Linked DNA regions of Mus musculus: regions 1 and 3 are each linked to region 2. Evidence: chromatin contacts called from public HiChIP or PLAC-seq data. All regions are on one chromosome and are shown on one strand. The core of a region is the stretch at or near the end of the contact, and the rest is flanking DNA. Distances in the headings are between cores, read along the strand shown.

The links. HiChIP or PLAC-seq counts read pairs in DNA pulled down with a chosen protein or histone mark.
Region 1: a contact with region 2 is called in an H3K27ac HiChIP or PLAC-seq map of neural progenitor cells, with 13 times the contacts expected there. The contact joins the enhancer-like site here to the promoter of Pyroxd1 in region 2. A contact is called at or near these places in 2 of 115 datasets of contacts at active chromatin or transcription factors (neural progenitor cells and pancreatic cancer cells) and 1 of 9 other capture datasets (pancreatic islet).
Region 3: an H3K27ac HiChIP or PLAC-seq map of the NIH/3T3 cell line shows a contact between it and region 2, with 6 times the contacts expected there. The contact joins the enhancer-like site here to the promoter of Pyroxd1 in region 2. A contact is called at or near these places in 1 of 39 promoter capture datasets (the 3T3-L1 cell line), 1 of 15 datasets of contacts at CTCF or cohesin (the G1E-ER4 cell line), 15 of 484 Hi-C or Micro-C datasets (the AML12 cell line, the G1E-ER4 cell line, the NIH/3T3 cell line and 9 more), 2 of 115 datasets of contacts at active chromatin or transcription factors (the NIH/3T3 cell line and kidney) and 1 of 9 other capture datasets (pancreatic islet).

Annotation. Positions count from the first base shown.
Region 1 is chr6:142,210,610-142,213,309 of GRCm38.p6, reverse strand. No RefSeq gene overlaps it. Among named protein-coding and RNA genes, the nearest start is that of Slco1a6, 51 kb to the right of the region's middle. Within about 2 kb of position 1,324, at least 15 of the 459 cell types and tissues checked have an H3K27ac peak or open chromatin away from gene starts, as enhancers often do. A contact at or near this core is called in neural progenitor cells, where this site is marked.
Region 2 is chr6:142,344,305-142,347,004 of GRCm38.p6, reverse strand. Pyroxd1 (pyridine nucleotide-disulphide oxidoreductase domain 1) reads right to left here and starts at 1,308. Exons shown (of 12, transcript NM_183165.3): 1 at 1,198-1,308. The coding sequence starts at 1,272.
Region 3 is chr6:142,190,816-142,193,515 of GRCm38.p6, reverse strand. No RefSeq gene overlaps it. Among named protein-coding and RNA genes, the nearest start is that of Slco1a6, 31 kb to the right of the region's middle. Within about 2 kb of position 1,310, at least 21 of the 459 cell types and tissues checked have an H3K27ac peak or open chromatin away from gene starts, as enhancers often do. A contact at or near this core is called in the AML12 cell line, the NIH/3T3 cell line and pancreatic islet, where this site is marked.

The DNA of each region.
Region 1 (2,700 bases), core at 75-2,574, 130 kb after region 2:
ATACAATCCACAGAACTCAAAAAGGTCAACAAGCTTTAGGGCCCAATTGGGAGGGAGAAGAAAGCAATCACAAGGTGGGAGGGAGAGAGGGACCTGAGAGGGAAAGTTGATGGGGTTGGGGGAAGAAGAGAGGAAACTGATCTGGTATTGGGTGAGGGAAAAGGACTGAAGCCCTGAGGACCAGCAGAAAGAATGGAAACAGGTAATCTCCAGAGGTTGGGGGAAAATAGAGTATAGCAGAGATCTGGGAGGTGAGGGACTCTCAGTACTCAAAGGGGGGACTTTTGATGAAATGCCATATTGTGGGGAGAGGGATCTTATAGAGCCCACCTCCAGCAGAAAGGCAGGGCATCAAGTGAAGGATGGGGTTGCCATCCCACAGTCAAAACTCTGACCCATAATTGTTCCCATCTGAAAGAACTGCAGGGATGGAAATGGTGAGGAACCTGAGGACAAGATCATTGTGACAGGCCCAAAGTGGGATCTAGCTTAAGGGGAGGTCCCAAAGCCTGACACTATTACTGAGGCTATGGAGTACACAGAAAAAGTGACCTATTATGACTGTCTTCCAAAAGACCCAACAAGCACCTGTAAGAGTCAGATGAAGACATTTGAACCCAACCAATGAACAGAAGCTTCTGACCCCTGTGGTTCAATTAGGAAAAAGCTGGAAGAAGCTGAGGAGGAGGGCGACTTTATAGAAGGACTAGCAGTCTCAATTAACCTGGATTCCCGAGATCTCTCAAACACTGGACCACCAACCAGGCAGCATATACCAGCTGATATGAGGCCCCCAACACATTTACAGCAAAGGACTGCTGGGTCTGGGTTCAGTCTGAGAAGATGCACTTAACCCTCAGGAAACCCCAGGACTTTAAATGTCTGGTGGGGTGGGGGTTGATGGGTGGGGACATCCTCGAGGAGACAGGGGAGCGGGGAGGAAGTATGGGACGTGGAACAGTTGGAGAATAGACCGGGAGGGGAATAAAATATGGAGTGTAAATAAATAAGTAAATAAACAAATAAGTAAATAAGCAAATAAATAAATAAAAGTTGTTTGTTTGTTTGTTTTAAATATGGAAAGATCTCTCAATTTATGGATTCAATTCTATTCCCATCAAAATTTCAACACAATTATTTGCAGATCTTGAAGGAACAATTCTCAACTTCATATGTGTCTTAGTCAGGGTTTCTATTCCTACACAAAACATCATGACCAAGAAGCAAGTTGGGAAGAAAAGGGTTTATTCTTTTACTCATGACTCTAAAGCCAGAGCCACTTGGCAGAATTTGCCAAGTTCTGCTGCTTGCTGGAACAAGGCTCCCTTGTTCTATTACATCATCAACTCCTTCACTGCCCAAGCTTGGCTGTTCTGAAATTTACTCTGTAAACTGACCTTGAACTCAAAGATCTGCATGCCTCTGTCTTCTGAATGCTGGGATTAAAGGTGTGATCATCCATGCCTTGATCTAACTTTTTCTCTACTTGGGGATTGCTCAGTATTAGGCTAGCCCTAAACTCAGAGATCTGCTTTTTTCTGTCTATTGTGTTTAAAGGCATGTGTCGCCATGCCCGTCCCTCAGGTTTTTATGGCAGTTATGCCTCAATATTAAGATAAAAAACCCTGGTCTTCCAGCCTTAAGATCTGGATCACACGTGTGCCTTCTATTTCTGAATTGTAGTTCATTTCCAAAGTACAAATGAAACTGATAACCAGGAAATCATAAAACCTATCATGATATAACTATCGCAAACACATACACAGTAAGCTTAACTGGGTGGGATCTTGTCCCTAGGTCTTCACTTCTTTAAGTCCATTTAGTGTTCATGAACACAGGATTTAGCTTCATTGCACTTCCTGGTGCTCCTTTAATACTTGAACATACATTTTGTATTTTTTTTTCTAAGCTTGTTTCACTTGATTAAAATGCTCCTTATAAGAGTAAAGCACAGGACAGAGTTTAAACTTAGATGATTTGAAAATATGAGACTTCCTTTGTCAATACAATTGATCTGAATCTCTTCACATTAACCTTAGGTAGACTCTTCAGAGGAGGGGAAAAGGCAGCCATATTCCTCACCGAAATATCACAAGAACAGTCTCTAGGCCTCATACTAAACTTCTTCTTCTCTGAAACCTCTTGAACCAAGGTCCCCTCAGCACCACTTTTCCATGCTCTTACTAGGGTGGCCCATTAAGCCCCACTTAAAACATTCCACTGCTTTCCAAATCCAAAGTTCCAAAATCCTCATTTCTCTAGTCAAAAACAGTCAGGCCTACTATGGCACTCTCTTAGTCTCTGGTACTAACTTTTGTCTTAGTTAGGGTTTTATTGCTCTGAAGAGAAACCATGACCAAGGTCACTCTTATAAAGGAAAACATTTAATTGAGGATGGTATACAGTTTCAGAGGTTCAGTCTATTATCATCATGGTGGGAAGCATGGCAGTGTACAGGCACACATGGTGCTGGAAGAGTAGAGAGTTCTAAGTCTTGATCTGAAGGTTGTCAGAAGGAGAATGTTCTGCAGGAGGAGGTTCACTTCTACAGTTTGGGGAGCTTGAGCTAGGAGCTCTCAAAGCCTGCCTTACACATGACACACTTTCTCCAACAGAGCCACTCCTATCCTAACAAGGCCATACCTCCTGGTAGTGCCACTTACCTTGGGCAAAGCATATGCCAATCACCACAAAAACCAA
Region 2 (2,700 bases), core at 59-2,558:
ATCTTGGATTCTGTTCCACTGCCTGTCCCATGTCCCTGCTCATGTCCCACGAAGCTCAGCACCCTCAACCCCACGCCCTCAGGCCATACAACAGTCCTGTGACTCAACCTATTTGAATGTCCTATATCTGACCACTCTCTGCCTTTGTTTCCTCTTCATATTCTGTAATCTATCTTGTACATTTCTTGTTGGATCAAGTTCTCAAAACTTAATACTCCTGAGAACTATCTACAGGTTAGCTTCCTGCTTCACACAGCTGTCGACCATTTGCCCTTAACACACACACTGTAGCTAATCAAATTTACAAAGCTTTCACCCCTAACTCGAAACCATCTATTTGCAGACTTTCATTAAACACAGCAAGTCGTATCAACCTATGTGGTCTGAACTCTGGCAGTCTTCCTTGCTTCTGTCTCTTATCAGCTTCTCTGCTTGCAATTTAAGTCATGCTTTCTTCCCATGAAGGCTACACTGTGGAGTATGTTTTTCTTCTCTATTTGGTAATCTTTACACATTAAGAGAAGTTAATTACCCCTTACCTTAATTCACTCCTACCAGTAACTCCTAAGATTAAGGTAACACAGTGATGACGTGACTTGGAATATGAACTCTTTGATGGATAAACAGGAGCTGCACCACCCAAGTTTAACAACTCAAAAAACACTTCCTGCTACTATTTCTGGTGACTTCAGCGGTTGGTGATCGCAACAAAATAGTTCTTTTCTGTAATACGCACATGTAAACACATCTGATTCATTTGTTTATCATGATTAGAATTTCCTCATCTGTAGTCCTTTGCCCCAAACTTCTGCTAGACATGAAATTTTATCTTTGGAGTTCAAGGTAACGTTGAAATTATTTATTAACGTCGTGGCACTTATCAAGAAACTAAATTTCATGTGTGAAGGAAATCTGAAAAGTGGGAGAATTTTCTGTCCAAACGCCAAGGTCTCCTGCCCACTGGCACACTATTCCACCCGGAGTCTGGTTCGATTTTGGATTCCTAGCTAATTAGGCACTGTCTACTCCTGGCCCCAAACGCTACAACGGGGCTCTGCGCAGCCTCCCCACCAGCGGCGCCGCCGAGTGGGCGTGGGGAAAAGCCGGAAGAGCGACCCGCGAAGCGGTGCCGCCCGCCGCAATCTCCCGTAACCACGACAACAGGGTCCAGAAGGGGCGGAGCACGCGCCCACGAACCTGCTCGGCACACGTGACGCCAGCGATGCCACCTCCTACCACCACGAATGTCCCTGCCGGTCGCGGGGCCTCCATAGTTCCCCGGGGGCTGGCGGCAGACTGAACACTGGTGAAAGTTCCAGCTATTTTCTACCCGGAAGAGACGCTGCCCACAAATCACTTCCGGCGCTCGGGCCATTGACATTGGACTACGGGTGCCCGGAAGCTCACACTTAGTCCGTATGAGTATTTCCCACGTGTTTTGCGTTTGAAAATCTGGAGGCAGACTTTCCGGCTGTTACCACGCCCACATCTTGAACTCTGGTTGCCCCTGCCTTAGGGGACTTTCATGCGAGCCTCTTCTTATTCTGTAGGGGAAGAACTCGAATCCTCTGGAATAGTCTCGATTGCTGCCCTTCACATAGCAATGGGATATTGTGAAAACTCATTCTTTTTGTTTTTGTTTTTGTTTTTTGCGAGACAGGGTTTCTCTGTATAGCCCTGGCTGTCCTGGAACTCACTTTGTAGACCAGGCTGGCCTCGAACTCAGAAATCCGCCTGCCTCTGCCTCCCGAGTCCTGGGATTAAAGGCGTGCGCCACCATGCCCGGCCTTTGAAAACTCATTCTTTATGACATCTTTATGACAATCAAATACTGTTGAATAGTTGAAGAAGTTAGCCTCTAACTTCCAATTCTGAGCTCAGTAAAAATGTACAGGTGCAAAAACATAGCATTTCTTAACAGTTATAGTTTCCTAGTGTTCATTTGCCTGAGGAATGGCGTTCAGAAATGGCTGAGTTGTTTTCACCTCTTTCCTCTGCAGTATCCTCTCTTACCTTGCTGTTAATCTTTGTGCCCTTGTGGATTGTCTCGCTTGGCGGTTTGATTTTAATATTAAGGCCTTTTTTAATCGTCTCTGTCTAACACTGGTATTTATTGATGCCTCTTTAATTCTTTAAACTCTGAGGATGGCCAATCTGGGTAACAGGGACTCTATATCTCATTATAGATATACACTGCTTCATCGTTTTACAGGAGACCATTTGCTCCTCAGCTTTGAATGACACCGCTGCTTTCTTTCTTTTCTTAGCACACACAACGTCAGCTTTTTGCAACTCCTTTCCCTCAATAAGCTGCCGCTCCTCATCAATAACTTTAATAACTGTAAAATGGAGAAAGGAGTTGCCTCTATGTAGCCCAAAAACATCTTATGAGTTTAAACCTACCCTGCTTTACTTCATCCCAACTACACCAAAGTCGTAAGCTCCTTGACACGACCCCAGCTACTATTTCTGGTGACTTCAGTGGTTGGTGATCTCAGTAAAATAGTTCTATTTGTAATACCCACATGTAAACACACCTGATTCATTTGTTTATCATAGTTAGAACTTCTGTTGGACATGTTACTCATCAACATAAATAGAAATATTAACTAATATTCAAACTGTATCCATTCACCATTTGCTGTTTTACTTTAGAACATAAAAAAAAAACAATAACAAAACAGTGAAGGGATGGTCAAG
Region 3 (2,700 bases), core at 61-2,560, 150 kb after region 2:
CAGGGACAGGCTGACAAAGACAGAGACCAGAGTCAGATTCAGAGATGTGCAGTAATACAGAAGGATAAACCAGGGCAGAGGCAAACTATGGGAGAGGATGAGTGACGAGATGGGGACTTGACAATTGGATAACATCCAAAAGAAGCAAAGACAAAAAACGGAGGAACAAAAAGTTGTATGTATGTATGTATACTCTCTCTCTCTCTCTCTCTCTCTCTCTCTCTCTCTCTCTCTCTCTCCATATATATATATGGAGAGAGAGAACATTATATGAGATCTTCATTACAATCAGGAAGACATGTGCAAAGAGAGGTAAATAAGAAAGACTAGAGCCTGGGAAGGTGGCACATGCTGATAATGCTAGCACTTAAGGAACAGGAAGCCAGGGAATTAAAAAAGGATGAGATGAGAGAAACTTGCATAAAATACTGGCCACAGTATTCAGGGAAGCTAGAGACCTGCAAGAATCTAGTAAGATAGTACCTGACAATAGAAGAGAGCCTTTGGATAAAGATCATTGTGTTTACTGTAAAGAGAAAGGATACTGGGTAAAGAAGAAGGAGGAGGAGGAGGAGGAAGAAGAAAGAAGAAAGAAGAAGAAAGAAGAAGAGGAAGAGGAAGAAGAGGAAGAAGAAGGAGAAGGAGGAGGAGGAGGAGGAGAAGATGATGAAGAAGAAGAAGAAGAAGAAGAAGAAGAAGAAGAAGAAGAAGAAGAAGAAGAAGAAGAAGAAGAAGAAGAAAAGAAGAAGGGGACAATGGTGGCCCTCTAAAGCTAGAAAAGAGAATGTGTTTCATATTCCCCCACCGACCAGTTGAAGTCAAGTTAGAGAGTTCCTGGGCACTAAGGTCTTTTATAGATTGTGGATTCCAGGTTTTGCTGAATTAGCAGCACTGCCTTATCCCCTCACAAGGGATAAACAGTCCTTTGCATTGGGAAATAAAGAACAACAAGCATTTGACACCATTGAGACTGCCCTAATGTTGGCTCCAGCTTTGGGCCTCCGAATGACACTAAGCCCTACCACCTGTTCATTACTGAGAACAAAGATATTGACAAAGGGGTTCTTACTCAGAGATTGGGGCCCTGGAAAAGACCTGTGGCATACTTATCTAAGAAATTAGACTCTGTAGCTGTAGGATGGCCTGCTTGCCTACACATGGTGGCAGCTGTGGCTTGCTAGTCAAGGATGCAGATAAATTGACTCTGGGACAAAACTTGGTGATCTCAGTGCCTCACACCTTAGAAAGTATGGTTCAGCCCCCTGATTGATGGCTGACTAATGCTCTCATGACACATTACCAGAATCTGTTGCTCAACTCCAACAGTCACTTTTACCCCCCAGCAAGTCTGAACTCAGCTAACCTGCTCCCAGATCCAGACTGTCAGCAAGTTCTTGCAGAGGCACATGAGAGGCATGAAGATCTGACAGGCCAGCCACTAAAGTGCACTGATGTTACCTGGTTCACAGAAGGAAACAACTGTGGTAAACAGACACCAAGTTACCTAAACACAGGCCCTACCAGAGGACACGTTGGCTCAAAAGGCAAAATTGATGCCCACACTAAGGCCTCAGAATTAAGAAAAGGAAAAAGACTCAACATCTACACAGATAGCAGGTATGCTTTTGCCACTGCTCACGTCCATGGGACCATATATTAACAGAGGAGTCTATTGACATTGAGAGGAAAAGAAATTAAAAACAAAGAGCAAATACTGGCTCTACTAAGGGCCTCCATGACCCTGCCAAGGTAAACATCATCCACTGTCCTAGTCACTGGAAGAGGTATACTGTGATAGCAAGGGAACAACACGACATACTGAGAGTTATGAGTGGTTACAGCCATGGCTCTGCTGGTGCTCCTGGCAACAGAGACCCAGGTTACCTACATAGGGGAAGACTTAGCCCTCATTTCCAAAGATTACATCACCAGTTCAACAAAAAGATGAGACTGTGGCACACCTCCGGGGGGAAAGAAAATCCTGCCACAAAGAAAAGCAGAGGCTATGATCAAACAGATGCACCGGTGGACTCATCTATGGGTAAGGAAGCACCACCAGACTAAGTACCATGTACCAGGGTTAAAACACCTTGTGGAGCAGGAGGTACACAAGTGTGTTCCCTGCCAAAAAGTCAATGTCTGCCCCACCACGGTGGATCTAGGGAAGAGGTACCGGGGAGACCTACCTGGCGTCTACTGGCAGGTAGATTTACGGAGGAAAATATGGGTATAAATACCTTCTGGCTTTTGTGGGTACATTCTCGAGATGGGTAGAAGCTTTTTCCTGTAAAAATGAGACTACTCAGATGGTTGTCAAGAAGATTATTGAAGACATTTTTTTCCCAAGGTTTGGAGTGCCAAAAGCAATAGGATCAGATAATGGCCCTGCCTTTGTTGCCTAGGTAAGTCGGGGCGTGGCCAAGTATTTAGAGGTCGAATGAAAATTACATTGTGTATACAGATCTCAGAGTACAGGACAGGTAGAAAAAATAAATAGAACCCTTAAAGAACCCTTGACAAAATTGACCATGGAGACTGGGGCAGACTGGGTAGCGCTCCTTCCCCTTGCCCTATTTAGAACCAGAAAATACTCCCTCTTGATTCAGTCTTACTCTCACTGTCTTAAATGATGTGTTTAAACCCACATGTTGTAATAATGATCTGTATGCTAAGTTAAAAGGCTTGCATGTGGTGCAAAAG